2 separate regions of the Capra hircus genome follow, and region 2 is linked to region 1. Evidence: chromatin contacts called from public Hi-C data. All regions are on one chromosome and are shown on one strand. Each heading gives the region's core, a stretch centred on a gene start, on an enhancer-like site or on the middle of the called end of the contact. The rest is flanking DNA. Distances are from core to core; before and after follow the strand shown. Region 1 overlaps MARK3 (MAP/microtubule affinity-regulating kinase 3). Region 2 holds the start of APOPT1 (apoptogenic protein 1, mitochondrial).

Region 1 (7,521 bases), core at 1,489-3,988:
TCAAATGCTTATTATGTGCTCACAAATAGATGTCTGTACATTTATCGATATGGAGATACTTGTTTTATATACCTATGTGTGTGCGTATACACACATACATTCTCTCTCACACACATATTTAATCTCCACAGTCTACCCTGTGGAGCACACATTATCCCATTTTATAGAAGAAACTGGAGGTAAGATTAGAGGGAATAAGGCACGTGTTCAGGACCCTAGGGTAGAAGAGTGCTGAGTCAGGCCCACGGCTCGGGAGAGGCCCTTGGTCCCCACTCCCTAGTGTCCCCGGGAGGGAGCAGTGAGGGGCTGTTGTGGACGTGAGTCCTTTCCCCTTGTTTTCTAATTGTTCGTTTTATGTATTTGAATTGAAATTGAGGGCTGGGGTTCAATATTCTAGAGGGGGGCATCTAACTGATTTCCACCCTCGAGTGTTTTCAGAAAGCCTTCTGTTCATTGGTTTGCAGGCAGACTTGCAGCCTCCTGTGGTGCTGTCCTCCTGTTGAGACCTGTTGTCCTTCTGTTGAGCCAGTTCATTCTTAAGAGCAGTCAGAGTCCTTGCTGCTCCAGCAGCATCTTATCCTCCCCTAATAATTGTGCTGATCAAAGTGCTAATGCCTGAAAGGCTCAGGTGTTGGCACTCGAATGCCGCAGGGGAGACCTGCCGGGACGTGGCAAAACAGGGCCTGGTGCCGAGCTCGCCCTCTGCCCCGGGCTGCGCGGTGGGTAGTCTGAGTGCTGCAGAGAGCCCGTTCCCCGCAGGCGGGAGAGCCCGGTGCACACGCGGGGCCCAGTGCTCCCGGGGCTGGCGCCTCTTCATTCCTCAAGGGGTTTGTGAGAGGACAAGTTACAATCAGTCCTATGACTGCTGAGCAGTCCCCTTGACTTTTCTCAGGGAGAAAAATTGGAAATGAAAATAGGTCTTAAAGACCTTTTCATCAGTTTTCACAGGTGTCTTTCCTACTATGTGTAATCCAGAGTGTACTACTATTGATCTGAGTATGGAGTAGATGGCGGTTATCTCCAGTAGTTATATACTTTTCAAATTGGTAGGCATCTGAAGTAGTGTCAAAGTCATCCCAAATTAGAGAAAAATAAAACAACAAAAAGAAGACTGTTAATTCAGTCACTCAGCAAAATACTTACGGGTACTTCCTGTGCTGTCCCAGAACTGCGATTTAGAAATGTCAGTAGTTTAACAAGCCCAGGACTCATTCACCCAGGAATGCTTATCGTGTGATCATACTGGCCTGAGCCATAGCTGGAAGTTTCTTTTGTCAAATTCAGTTCAGTACAACCTAAACATTGCCTTAAATTTTTTAACACGCAGTCAGTTCTTTTAAATACAGCTCTTTCAGTGTATTACTTAAAAATGAAACCCCCAGTGTTATCATTTAATTTTCTATCATTTTGGTATAAAAGCTTTAAAAAGTCTACTTTATTTTAAACTCCCAGGAACTTATTACAGTGTTGTATGTCAATTATATCAAAACTGGAAGGGAAAAAAATAACTTTCCAATGACTTTTTTTTTCCCTCTCCTTAAAAAGTAATTTATATTGAGCCACTGTAATAAGTGTTGATTCTCTTCATGGATAAATATTTTATAATGAAATTCTTAATGTTTCTGAATAAGGTGATATTTTTTGTTCAAAGATATTTTGAAGAAAATTGAGAAATGTTATTTTATTTCTAGTATATTGAAAATAGCTTTTCTTTAATACAAGATGTTGAATTTTATTATCTTGAGGTGTACCCATCTGAAGAACCTTAAAAAATTTAATTGTAGATACTGTCAATATTTACTGCTAAATTTTTTCTTATTAGTACAGATTTTTTTATATTTCTGTTTTAAAGACACTCAGTTATTTGTGATAATTTTACTTTTTCATCAGATGTTATTGTTTTCATTGTTCATTGGGCAGGAGAGGAGCCCTGTTTTACTTGCTGGTTTTATTCTATCTGTAATTAACTATTTAACTTGTGCAAGTCATTTTTGTTAATTTTTTTTTTTTGGCTTAATTTCTTTTAGAAACATGTCATTCAGGTTTATCAAAAGGTAGGATTTATATATACACATTTTTTTTTCAATCTCACTCCGAAATGGCTCCTGCAATTAACATCAGGTTTGGCTTTGTAGCCCTGTTTTTTTCCTTGAAAACTAAACTTTCTGCTGAGAACTAAATACTTATTTCTTTGAAAGGAAATTGGAGAGAAAGAGATTAACTCTGTCAGGCATCTTAAAAGGGACTGTTGCACCCATGTAACAAGAGGCCTACGCATGCTCTGTGCATTTTCTTCCTTTGGTAGAATTGTTAGCATCCAAATAATTCTTTCTTCATACTAATAACACTTGGCATGCTTCTGTTTGAAGAATGAGATGTTCAGTAACAATACGCAATTAATGGTTAGCTCCAGGCATGCAAAAGGTAAGTGGTAATTGTGTGGTTTTTTTTTTTTTTTTAATTTCATGGAGGATTGCATAAGGGAAAGGCTGAGTTGAAGAGTAAATAGTATTGTATCTAAAAGGCACTTTGCATCAACCTCTGAAGAAAGTATGTCTTACTGTAGTAAATGTCACTCTTACCAGGTGGATATTTTGTGATGTGACAGTCCAGAGCCCGGGGCATTGCTCACACTCAGGACACACGCCCTCCAGGGGAAGGTGGCCACTGCAGCCTTGTCCTGCCCGCGCCTCCCAGCGCCCAGAGGCCAGGCCGTGGTTTCACCTGAGATGCCACAAGTGGGTCACAGAGAGGCCTTATTCACGGGAGCTCTTTGTCAGAAACCACAGGAAGAGTGCTTTCTTCCTTCTTTCCACTCTGTGATGATTTAATTGGAAACCCCCTGTACTTCGGGGCTGGAGATGGAAATGGCAACCCACTCCAGTATTCTTGCCTGGAGAATCCCTTGGACAGAGGAGCCTGGTGGGCTACTGTTCATAGGGTCACAAAGAGTCAGACACGACTGAGTGACTAAGCACATACTTTGGGGAGTGATTAAAAAGTCAGAATAACTCCAGTCGAAAGCCATGCGTGTGCACAGTTTCCAGAGCTGGGCAGGAACGCCTGCTGTGTATGTGAGCCGGGTGTGCAGCCTGCCTCCTGCACAGCCTTCCTGGGCACACAGATGGGTTTTGGCTGAGTCACACCTGCGAGAGTGAGAGTCGTAATGAGCTCAACAGGTGACCAAAAAGTGCTTTGGGTTCATTTTATAATGTCTGTTTATGTTTGGGTTGGTCGTGTACTGGTGTGTAAGATTTCTTTTCTCTTTCCCACTTCTCTGTGCTTCTGCATTCTATTCATTGAGGCTTCCAACTGAATATGAGAGGAACGGGAGATATGAGGGCTCCAGGTGAGGGAAATGATTTTTACTTAAAATATTTTATAGGTATTTACTTCATTTCTGTGGCAGAGGCAACACGTCTCGATTGTTCTGCGTCATATCCTTGTTCCACGTGGGGTGGCTTGGGGCGGGCAGCAGTCTGCGGTCAGGAAGCGTGTGTGCTGACGCCCGGCGGCCACGCGAGGGCGCTGCGGCGGCGCGGCCGCCTGCACATCGCCCAACCCCGTCGCGTTCCTGCCACCGGTTAGGCGTTAAGCTGCCATTCCTCCTGCCTGCGCCCCCTGAGGCCCGGGAGTCTGTGGCAGCACTGTCGACATGTGAATACTCCTGGCCTAGTTCTGGTCTCGAGGAAGGAAAGCAGAATATTCAGGAGAATGTTCTTTTCTCTTTTTTTGGCCTTGCAACGTGGCTTGTGGGATCTTAGTTCCCAGAACAGGGATTGAACTCCAACCCTGGCCCCAGCAGTAAAAACACTGGGTCCTAACCACTGGACCTCCAGGGAGTTCCCTAGGAGAATTTTCACATTTCAAATTAAGTGTCTTTTTTTCATATATATATAAACAATAATAATGTGGAGCATTCCCAGGAGGTCCAGTGGTTAGGACTCTGAACTTTCACTGCCAACAGCCTGAATTCAGTCCCTGCTTGGGGAACTAAGATCCCACAAGCCATACAGTGCAGCCAAAAAAAATGAAAAAAGAATGATTATGTGGTTGAGTGGTTTTTGCTTTTAAGTTTTGTTTAGCTGTCAGTGCGTGGATTTGGCTACAGAGAGAGTGACCAGATGGGCTCAGGACTCTAGATTTCTTCCACTTGGGCCCTTCTTTGTACCGGTCACTACCGTGCTGTTTGAGGTCCTTGTTAGCGCATTGCTCTCTCCCTGAGGCACAACTCTGGTCATATGACTTCCTGAATGAAAGCCTGCAGTGGCCCCATTGCCTGCTCGAGCCTGTCCACACGAGGCCCTGTGTGGCCTCAGCAGCTTCAGTTTCCCCCACACACAACCTCCTCAGCTGAGCACGTGTCTGGGGCGAGAGGCAGGCAGCACCCCCAGCCTGCCCTGGAGCAGGTCTAGCTGTCCTGAGTTTGTTTCCAGCCCTGGGCGGGGGGCGGGACAGAACCTTCCTCCTGGTGTGCTGAGGATCAGGGGCTCAGGACGCATTCTGTGCTTCCGTACCTCCTTGCCTGCCTTAGATTGCCTCTGCTCAGCAGGCAGGCTTAAACCACCTCCATCATGTTGTTGAAAGCCCCTGGGCTCTTCATAGCACTCCTCAGACACTGCTCCCCACCCCTGCCCTTCCTGTCCCTTCTCTCAGTCCTCCCGCGAGGCGGGCTCTGCCTCTCTGCGACTCTAGCAGACTGCCCGCGCCTCACCTCTGCTGCGGCTGTGTCCCTGAAGTTTAGTCTCTCCTCCTCTGACCCCGGCTCTCAGTGCTTTTGCTTTTTTTATAACCTATGTCATATTTGACAGCACTTTATACTTGGGAAGCTTTCAAACAGTTTTGGTAGATGTGAACCAAACTGCGTATTCTCCTAGCAGGTGGATGACAGGGAGAGCTACGTACATAGTAAAACCCATGGCCCACCCTTAGTGCTGATGAATTTCCCAAAGGATTGAGTGTGTTAAATACATACACTGGGAGGTTTTAGTGATCGAGCGTGATAGGTATTCACCGTCCTCATTGAGACCTCCGGAAACACACAGGAGAACGTAAGTAGCGGTTCCTGGCAGTGGTGATCAAATGCCACAGAGCAGACCTGGTAGGCGCCTGTTGGGAATCCTCAGAGAGCTGTGCCTGGGGTCACAGCCTGCACTGTGTGAGTCTGTAGGGTGTGCATTTGGGCCAGTCGTTTTAGTGCTCAGCAGCAAATCAGTCCCAACATGTCACTTTCCTGTTTCAGTGGAAAGAGTTGGTTTTAACTGTGATGTATTAGAAGTTTAAATGAACAGAAGAGAAGGAAAAGTGCGGAGGTTTTTGTAGGGGTCTGAGAGAATGGCCCACCTGCCACCCAGCTCTGTTTAGCAACTGGGGCCATTTACAGGGAAAGTGATTTTAAATTCTGTTGTCACTGATTGTCCTGAATAACAGTGACAGTGGAGGTTATGATGAGTTGAATTTTTAAAAACTGGTAGGAAAAGCAGCCAGGCGGGGCAGAACTGGAGGCTGGCCTGCTAACGCCACCTCCCTGAGCTGGGCCTGTGAAGGGCTGTGATGGGCCTTGCCGCCTGCAGCCAGCCCGGGTGACAAGGGCTGGGCTCTTGGAGAGGTGCTCAGATCACTCTCTACCTTTGCCTGACTCCCAAGGATTCCGTTTAACAAATTATTTTGTTAATGTTCACCAGAAGATTTTTCAGCCAGGTGGATTTTTTGTGTCTCGGCTTATGATGGGGTGGGGGAAGTTTAGATCAAAGCTTCTTAGAGAAGGAACTGATTACCAACGGTGAGCCTCTGCAGGAACGACCCAGGAATCGTTTATTATGCTGCATTGAGCTAGCTAGGGTACAGAAGGTGGGGTTTCCTGTGCCATTAAGAATAAACCTGCCACTGTGCGTTTCAGTCGCAACGTGTCTGCTGAGCAGAAGGAGGAAAACAAAGACGCAAAACCTCGTTCCCTGCGCTTCACCTGGAGCATGAAAACCACTAGTTCCATGGATCCCAATGACATGATGCGGGAAATCCGCAAAGTGCTGGACGCCAATAACTGCGACTATGAGCAGAGAGAGCGCTTCTTACTCTTCTGTGTCCACGGCGATGGGCACGCGGAGAACCTCGTGCAGTGGGAGATGGAGGTGTGCAAGCTGCCAAGACTGTCTCTGAACGGGGTCCGGTTTAAGCGGATATCAGGGACGTCCATAGCTTTCAAAAATATCGCTTCCAAAATTGCCAATGAGCTAAAGCTGTAACCCAGTAATTATGGTGTAAATTAAGTAGCAATTTAAAGTGTTTTCCTGAACACTGATGGAAATGTATAGAATAATATTTAGGCAATAACGTCTGCATCTTCTAAATCATGATATTAAAGTATAAGGACGAGCGCACGCCTGGGAGCGAAAGCTGGCCTTTTTTCTACGAATGCACTACATTAAAGACGTGTGACACGCGTGCCCTCTGTCTCCTTTCCGTTGCCTGAAGTCAGTGTGTGACACCCATCCCCACGGGCCTCCTGTCTCTGCGGGTATGAGAGCAGACGCTGTGCGTGTGTGTCGTGCTACAGAAGCATCTCCGTACACTGGCAACCAGAGTTTCTATGAGTACCTCTGTGGGAGATTATTTGGTGCTAAAACATTAAAATTGCCAAGGAGGAAAATACTGAATTACTACTAAGAATTAACTTTAAGACTAGTTGATAATTAATGCAGGTTTACAGTTCATGCCTGTGGTTTTGTGTTTGATGTTTTGTGGGTTTTTTTTGTTTTTTTTTTTAGTGCAAAAGGTTTAAATTTATAGTTGTGAACATTGCTTGTGTGTTTTTCTAAGTAGATTCACAAGATAATTAAAAATTCACTTTTTCTCAGTAAAATCTTGCTTTGTCTCCTGATGCTGTATTTAAGACTCAGATTAAGGCAGACTAAAGGTGCATGGATTTGCCTTCACTGCCACCTTGAACAAGAGCAGATGGAGCGTGTGAAGGCTAGGCCACTTTTTCCTCATTGTGGACCCTAACATTCTGTCATTTCTAGCATCTTCTTTCCCCAAAGGCACTGAAGGGAGAAGACGGCCCACGTGGCAACCAGAGCTGGATGGGAGTGGGCGTGGCAGTCCGCCTCACCCTTGGGAGTCACGCGCGCCCCTGCGTGGAGAAACGCCAGGCCTTGGCTGTTCTGGGTGTTCTCCAAGAAGTATGTAATTTTCCTCTCTTGTTCATTGTGATTCAGGACATGAATTAGACCCACAGCCTTTTCCCAGCTGCTGCATGATTACGCAGAGAGGATACTGAGGTCGTCGGTCAGTTTGGCGTCTCAGTCTCGTGGGAATGCTGTGGGTTCTGGGCTTGTTTGTGGTGGTCCAGATATGACAGTCTGGACACAAGGTCATCAGTGCTTACCGTCCACACAGGCAGGGAGGTGGTATAGGTGTTTGGGATGCATCCCTGACCTCTTGAAGTTTTTGTCCTAATAGGGCAGCAGTCAGTAAGCAGTAATTAAGTGTCTAGTACAGAACAAAGGGGTCAATGACATG
Region 2 (7,521 bases), core at 1,842-4,341, 62 kb after region 1:
AATCACATTTAGGCTCAGCGAACTGAAAGCTCTCTACAGATACACAGATGTGTGCATTAAAGTGCAAAACCAGAATCAGGAGCCACAGGCTCTCTCTGGCTGTTCAGTACTCCCACTCGTCCGACTTCAGGTCCAGATAGCTGAGGATGTTCTGCGCCAGCTTCACGGCCTGTTTCCGGGCGGCCTTACACTTCTCCTCACCCTGCGGGTCCACCGCATCCAGGGTGAGCAGCTGCTTGGTGAGCAGCTCTTCCAGGCGGATGTAGTTCTTGTCGGTTCGATTGCCGTCGAAGGAGAGCACTTCGCCCTGGATCTCCGACAGGTTTCCCAGTACGTCCCAGACCGCCTTGTGTGAGGGGTGCTCCTCACAAGCCAACAGCTTTCTCTTTTCCAGGGCTTCCTTCAAGTCAATGTAAGTGATGAGGGTCTGCACTTCAATCACTGCTCTTCTCCGGGCTTCCCGGATGCAGGGGTTTTTTTCCAGACTCACCTCATCCAACTGTCCGATCAGACCCTGTAGTTCTGTTTTGGCGCTCAGGTACAATTCAGGAGGATTCTGTGCTTGGAGAAGTTCAGTTTTGATTTCTCTCATTCTCTTGAGGACCTTTTCTATTTTCAGAATGGAATGGTTCTGTCCTAGGTCAAATGCGTACGTGGTGTCTGCTTCCTCTTCTAAGTCCAAGTATCTCAGTAACTGGTTGATATCTTCCACGACCTCCTTCCGATAGTTTCTGATCTCTGTGCGGCCGCACACATCGAGAGCATCCAGGTCAGCCATCAGCCCCGAGAGCACACAAGATAAGTGCCTGCACGTCTCCTTGTTGTTCACGCCCATCAGAAGGGCAATCAGTGTGCCTCTAGTCTTGTTTACTTCACACATCACAGAGTTGATCTTGGCCACAGAGGGGTGCGCGTCCTCAGAGAGCGGCAGGGAAGGCTGCTTCTTCATGCAGTTCTCGATAATCTCCTGCACGGCACATATTTTGGTTAAGGTGTGATACCGTGCTTTCCGCAGGGAGACCTTGCCTCCGGTCTTGACATGTGTCAGCCTCAAAATGACATCCTGGATGCCTTCCTCAAACTCATCAGTTACACAGTTGCCTCCACTATAAAACGGCACAACCTTCTCTTTCACCAGGGCCTGTGCTTCTTCAAAAATGTTCTGTATTTCGAGCCGGTGTGGGTGGTTCGCATTCTGCTCCAACTCTTTGAGAAGACGCTCTGTCTCTTGTGCCGCCCTCTTCCTGGCTTGCTGAATATCTCCTTTTCCTTCAGTATCTACAGAGTCTATTTCGAAAAGCTGTTTGGTGAGAATCCTCTCCAGTTTCTTGTAATTCTTGTCATCTGACAGACCACTGAAACCAAGTACTTGCTGTTCTATGCTTTTTACCTCCTTTTGAATTTCCTGAAGCCTACTAATAGAAGGGTGTTGGTTTCCCATCTCCATACTTTTGTTGTGTTCAGTTTCACAAGCACTAAAAGATGACAAAAATAACTTGTTACACCACAAAGCCTGAAGAATGGTACTTGTGTATTATTACCTCATTCTAAAAAGATACGCTTACGAAAGGGCCTGTTGTCACTGCAATCCAAAGACCACACTTCAGTACAGAAAGCAGAGTCTATCAACCCCTCTCCCGCAAGCAACCTCCATATGGCAGTGATTGAGACTGGGTTATTGCAGTGTGGAAGATAAGCTGGACTGCTGGGCCTGGGAACCTCAATTTTCCTCAGTTGTAAAAGAGAACAGTGTGTGCCTACATAAGTATGGCATGAGGTTGAGCTGTCAGCTTGGAAAAAGCACAAGCACCTTAGGTCTTCACAGTGGAAGCTGCTTCTTGGCAAGAGAAGGGCACCTTTGTGGAAAGTAAACCAGTAGCTCTTATAACCTTCCGGGCCTTTTGGGGGCATCTAAGCACTCCCACCCGGCCTGCTGCTGTTGCTGCTAAGTCGCTTCAGTTGTGTCCGACTCTGTGCGACCCCAGAGAGGGCAGCCCACCAGGCTCCCCTATCCCTGGGATTCTCCAGGCAAGAACACTGGAGTGGGTTGCCATTTCCTTCTCCACCCACCCGGCCTAGCTTCCCGTAAAAGGAACTGAGCCACTGAAACAATGGGGTTCTCGGGCACTCGCGGAAGTCCCCGTTTCTACATGCCTCTCCGCCCGTTAAACACTTCCAGAAAGACGCCCTGTTTCTCGCCCCACCCTTTGTGTACCTCATAAACCTTCCCTGCAGAGGCTTGAATTCCACAGGGAAGGCGCCTGGCATTATGATAAAGGCACTAGCTTGGGCTTTGGAGGCCTGGTACCCCCTAGGCCCTGTTATGCTCCCCCCTCCAAAACACACCGCAAGACAATGAGACAACGATGACTAACTCATTCATCAGCCTCCCATTAAGGCTTGAGTGGCTTAATGCATTCCCCCCCCCGCCCACGTTCTTGGGTTTCTATCAAACGCTCACGGGCGGGGGATGGATGCTCAATCGAAACTAATCCCCTGCCGGTGTCCGAGCCAAGAACGCGCCTCCGGAGAGGCCCGGAGCGGCGGGCTGCCTCGGCTCTTTCCTCCCTCCTCGCCCTGCCCTCCCGGCACTTTACCCAGACGCGGTCTAAGCGGGCTTGGTCTTGGCGTCCCGCGGGTGAAGTGGCCAGGTGGTAGGTCAGCCCTTTACGGGGTGCGGCACCGGAGCCGGGCCCCAAGCTGCATCCCTCTCAGCCCTCCCGGCTAGGTCTGGACGGGGCAGCCGGTGAAGGGGCCGGCGGTGGCGGCGGCAGCTACTGGCCGCGGCGGCCGCTCCGGGCGTCTCGCCCGGACCCCACGACGCACCCGCCGGCCTGACCTCACAATGGCCTGCGGGGGAGGGGGCGGGCGCGCTCGGCCGGGCCGGGCGAGCCGACGCGGAGGGAGGGGACTCGGGCCCGGCCGGCTCCGGACCCGGGAGACGGGGATCGTCCGGGGCCGCCCGCGCGGAGGGAGAGGGGCCGCGCCGCGGCCGCCCTCGCTCACCTGTGCCGCCCGCGCCATGGCGCGCGTCGCCGCCGACGCCCTGCGACTCCGCAGCTCCCGCCGTCGCCCCGGGCCCGGCCGAACACCCGCCCCCCCGCCTCGGGAAAAACGTCCTCCGGCGTCCGCGCCGCACTTCTCCCCTGGCCGAGCCCGCCGCTGGTCGCCCGGCGCAGAAGCCGCCGAGAATGGCAGCTCCCGAGGAGCCGCTGCCCTGACAGACGCCGGGCGAGCGCACGGTCGGCCGCGCCGTGCCCTCCCGCGGACTTTGCGACGGTGCCGTAAGGTAGCGCCTCGCGACGTCGCGACTCTGCCGTGCGGCGCGAGAGTCGGCGGAGGGCAGCTATGGCGGCCCGGCGGCCGGCGAGGAGCCTCGTCGTCACCGCTCTCTGCCGCGCCTTCTCGGGCCGCGGCTGTCAGCTCGCCCCCGAGCGCGGCGCCGAGCGCAGGGATGCGGCGCCGAGCCGGGTGAGTGAGGTTCCTGGAGAGGCCGGGCCGCGCCCCCCAGGGACACCTGTGGTGGCGTCCCCCGCGTCGGCGGAGCTCCCCAAGAGCCGGGTCCCTGAGCCGGCGCGGGCCGGGCCCCCGGCGCTCCGCCGCGCGGACACAGGCGGCGGGGAGAGTGGGGCAGTCCCGAGCCTCCGAGGCTCCTGCGTCGCCGCCACCCCAGGGCTCTTGACAAGTAGGGGCAGAGTCCGCTGGCAAGTTGATTTGTGCCGAATTTCTTGTCGAGGATAATTAGTCTTTACGGTTAGGGTGCTCTTGATATGCACGGAATGTGTGTGCGCGCCAGCGCGTTTGGCTGCATGTAGATTATTAGTGCTTTTCCTCAAGTGGTGGCAAACTTTACTATCGTATTTCGTAGGCTCATCAACACGTTGAACAGTTCTGGTTTGGAAACGGTGTGTGCATACATCCCTGTTCCTGACCAGAGGTCCCCAAAGATGAATATCTGCAGCGGCAAGGAGTGGCAAGCAGTTTTTAGAAGTTGCCCCGCTCTGGGGAAGGATGTTTTAGTTTGAGGGAGCCCTAGACCTTCATTCCAGCTGTCATATGAAAATATGGGCTAACGGCATGGAATGGGCTGCAGATAGAAAGTTTAAACCAAGTTAAATCTAAATACTAACACTTCATTTGCCAACAGGCTAAGGAGGGAGGCTGGAAAGCATCCTTTAAACCATCCTTAAAGAAGGACTAAAAAGAGCCTGTTAATTCCAAAGCATGCCTGCCTGTTAGCAGGGCAGCTGGTCACTGGGATCCCAAGCCTCTGGTTCAGTTCCCTGATTGAGTGCCCACAGCCCCTGACTTCTATTCCTAGAACATAAAATGCACCCAGCATCCCACTCTTTGGACAGAAAGATACTCAACAGGTATCTGAAAATGCTCCGGAAGGGCAGACAGCTGCCCGCAGGGTGGGGCCTTAGCCCAGCTTAGTTTGTGAACAAGCACTGGAAAAAAGAAGAGCGCCCAAACAGGTTTCTCCACTGACCCCCAACCTTTTGTTGAAGTAAGTCTTACCGTGGGTCTGCTCCTTGAGATGAGCTCCGTCTTGGGTTTTGCGGGCCGGGTGACAAGCCGGTGCACACCTGTGAGACTGCCTGCACCTGTGAAGGCGATGATGCTGAAAGGGAAGCAGCTGACCCATGAGTCACACCGTCCCAGTTCTAGCCTTATGACTTGTGTTTTTCTTGGGCTCTGTTTCCCCATTATGCGAGGTATTGGCTGGGACATTAAAGAACAGTTCTTTCCTCAGGGAAATGTGTAATTCCTGTGTGTTTGGCCTCATCTTTCTATGCTTCCTGAGCACACGGCTAGTTCTTTAGGTAATTCAGTTCCTGCAGGCCGGAGAGACTGTTGATTTTAAATATGAGGTCTTCTTAGAAGTCACAGGCTGTAAATCTTTTTTTTTTTTTTTAATCTAAAGAGATATATTTTAATCCTGTATTTCTACTTCGTTCTGTGTATTATTTAATTAATTCTTTGTTCTTCACTTGAGTTAAGGAGGTCTGCTTTTAGGATCTACAAGATTTATTTACCTCTCTTATCTCTAGCTACCAGTTTGTTTGTTAATTAGTTGATTAATTTATTTGACTGCATCAGGTCCTAGTGGCTTAGTTGCTCCACGGCATGTGGGGTTTTAGTTCCCTGACCAGGGATTGAACCTGTGTTCCCTACATTGCAAGGTGGATTCTTAGTCACTGGACCACCAGGGAAGTCCCTGGATTTTTTTGTCATGTTTTTAAATTTTGTTTATTTATTGGCTGTGCTGGGTCTTGTTACAGTGCAGGCTTTTCTCTAGTTGCAGCAAGTGGGGGATACTCTCTAGGTGGCGGGGCTTCTCATTGCTGAGGCTTCTTGTTGCGGAGCGTGGCTTCCAGAGCACAGGCTCAGTGGTTGTGGCCCATGGGCTTAGTTGTTCCATGGCACGTGGGGTCTTCCCACAGCAGGGATGGAACCCATGTTGCCTGCATTGGCAGGATTCTTTGGCACTGAGCCACCAGGAAAGCCCCAGACTACCAGCTTTTTAAAAATTATCATTATTATTATTTTTTGGCTGCACAGCACATCTTGTGAGATATCCGTTACCTGGACAGGGATTAAATCTGGGCCCTCAGTAGTGAAAATGTAGAGTCTTAACCATTGGACTGCCAGGGAATTCTCTGACTACCAGTTTTTCGTAGAAAAACAGTATAGAACTTAGCGTTAAGCACCACTTTTCCTTCCAAATCCAACTTAAACTCAGCTGTCAGATCACATGTTCTCTAGCTGTGTCATACCTGCTTATTCTTGATCTTTGTTGTTTATATCATTGTTTTACACCTTTGCCTGCATGTTTGGAATCATCTGGAAGGGTAAAAAGTACTGGGACCCTCCCCCGGAGAGTCTCATGTGGTTGGTCTGGGCATCAGGATATTTACTTATATTCTCCATTTGTCTAGTTGTTTTTCCCCCGGTTTTGTTAAGATAAATCATCAGGATTCTTTTTTTAATTTTAATTTATTTTTTAATTGGAGGAAAATTGCTTTACAGTGTTTTGTTGGTTTCTGCCATACAACAACGTGAACCAGCCTTGGAAGTGAAGTCACTCAGTCATGTCCGACTCTTTGCGACCCCATGGACTGTAGCCTACCAGGCTCCTCCATCCGTGGGAACCAGCCATAATTATTCATATATTCCCTCCCTCCCTCCCCTCCCTCCCCTCTCTGTTTCCCACCCCTCTAGATTATCATAGAGTGCCAGGCTGGGCTCCCTTAAAACATCAGGATTCTTGGGTTCAAGTCTAAAGTTCTCAAGTTAGAGAACCACGGCTACATGTTATATGTATCAATATTTGCTTATAGTCTGAATTTCACTGACATTTATACTTATAGTTAACATTTCTCAAGCATTTGCATGCACTGTTCTGAAAGCTTTGCATATTTTAATTAAACGTCACAATTGTGTTCAGAAGGTGCTTTGATCATCCCTATTTACAGATGAGATTGGATAATTCAGTTCAGTTTAGTTGTTCAGTTGTGTCTGACTCTTTGCGACCCCATGGACTGCAGCACTCCAGGCCTCCCTGTCCATCACCAACTCCCGGAGTTTACTCAAACTCATGCCCATAAAGTCGGTGATGCCATCCAACCATCTCATCCTCTGTCTTCCCCTTCTCCTGCCTTCAATCTTTCCCAGCGTCAGGGTCTTTTCAAATGAGTCAGTTCTTCACATCAGGTGGCCAAAGTATTGGAGTTTCAGCTTCAGCATGAAATTCATGTTCCAATGAATATTTAGGACTGATTTCTTTTAGGTTGGACTGGTCGGATCTCCTTGCAATCCAAGAGACTCTTAAGAGTCTTCTCCAACACCAAAGTTCAAAAGCATCAATTCTTCGGTGCTCAGCTTGCTTTATAGTCCAACTCTCACATTCATACATGACTACTGGAAAAACCATGGCTTTGACTAGATGGACCTTTGTTGGTAAAGTAATGTCTCTGCTTTTTAATATGCTGTCTAGGTTGGTCACAGCTTTTCTTCCAAGGAGCAACCATCTTTTAATTTCATGGGTGCAGTCACTATCTGCAGTGATTTTGGAGCCCAAAAATAAAGTCTGTCACTGTTTCCACTGTTTCCCTATCTATTTGCCATGAAGTGATGGGACCAGATGCCATGATGTTAGTTTTCTGAATGCTGAGTTTTAAGCCAACCTTTTCACTCTCCTCTTTCACTTTCATCAAGAGCCTCTTTAGTTCTTCACTTTCTGCCGTAAGGGTGGTGTCATCTGCATATCTGAGGTTATTGATATTTCTCCCAGCAATCTTGATTCCAGCTTGTGCTTCACCCAGCCCAGCGTTTCTCATGATGTACTCTGCATATAAGTTAAATATTGAGTAATTACTTTTCAGTAATTACTTACTTTTACAGTAAGATTGAATAATTTTTTCAAGATCATAATGCTTACACATAGGAATATGTATGTTTTAGTTCCTTTATTTAAAGGAAGATGAATTAAAATATTTCTTTTAGCAGTTTTTGGAA

The links. A called contact is a pair of places that touch in the nucleus more often than the background predicts.
Region 2: a contact with region 1 is called in a Hi-C map of blood, with 2.8 times the contacts expected there. The contact joins the promoter of APOPT1 here to the enhancer-like site in region 1. A contact is called at or near these places in 2 of 5 Hi-C or Micro-C datasets (both in blood).

The regions. Positions count from the first base shown.
Region 1 is chr21:67,406,528-67,414,048 of ARS1.2, forward strand. It overlaps MARK3 (MAP/microtubule affinity-regulating kinase 3), which reads left to right. Exons shown (of 16, transcript XM_005695431.3): 16 at 5,900-6,862. The coding sequence ends at 6,245. Among named protein-coding and RNA genes, the nearest start is that of CKB, 26 kb to the right of the region's middle. Within about 2 kb of position 2,739, at least 2 of the 5 cell types and tissues checked have an H3K27ac peak or open chromatin away from gene starts, as enhancers often do.
Region 2 is chr21:67,467,845-67,475,365 of ARS1.2, forward strand. APOPT1 (apoptogenic protein 1, mitochondrial) reads left to right here and starts at 3,092. Exons shown (of 5, transcript XM_018066189.1): 1 at 3,092-3,471. The coding sequence starts at 3,349. It overlaps BAG5 (BAG family molecular chaperone regulator 5), which reads right to left and starts at 4,592. Exons shown (of 2, transcript XM_005695434.3): 1 at 4,522-4,592; 2 at 1-1,475. The coding sequence starts at 1,447. The coding sequence ends at 104.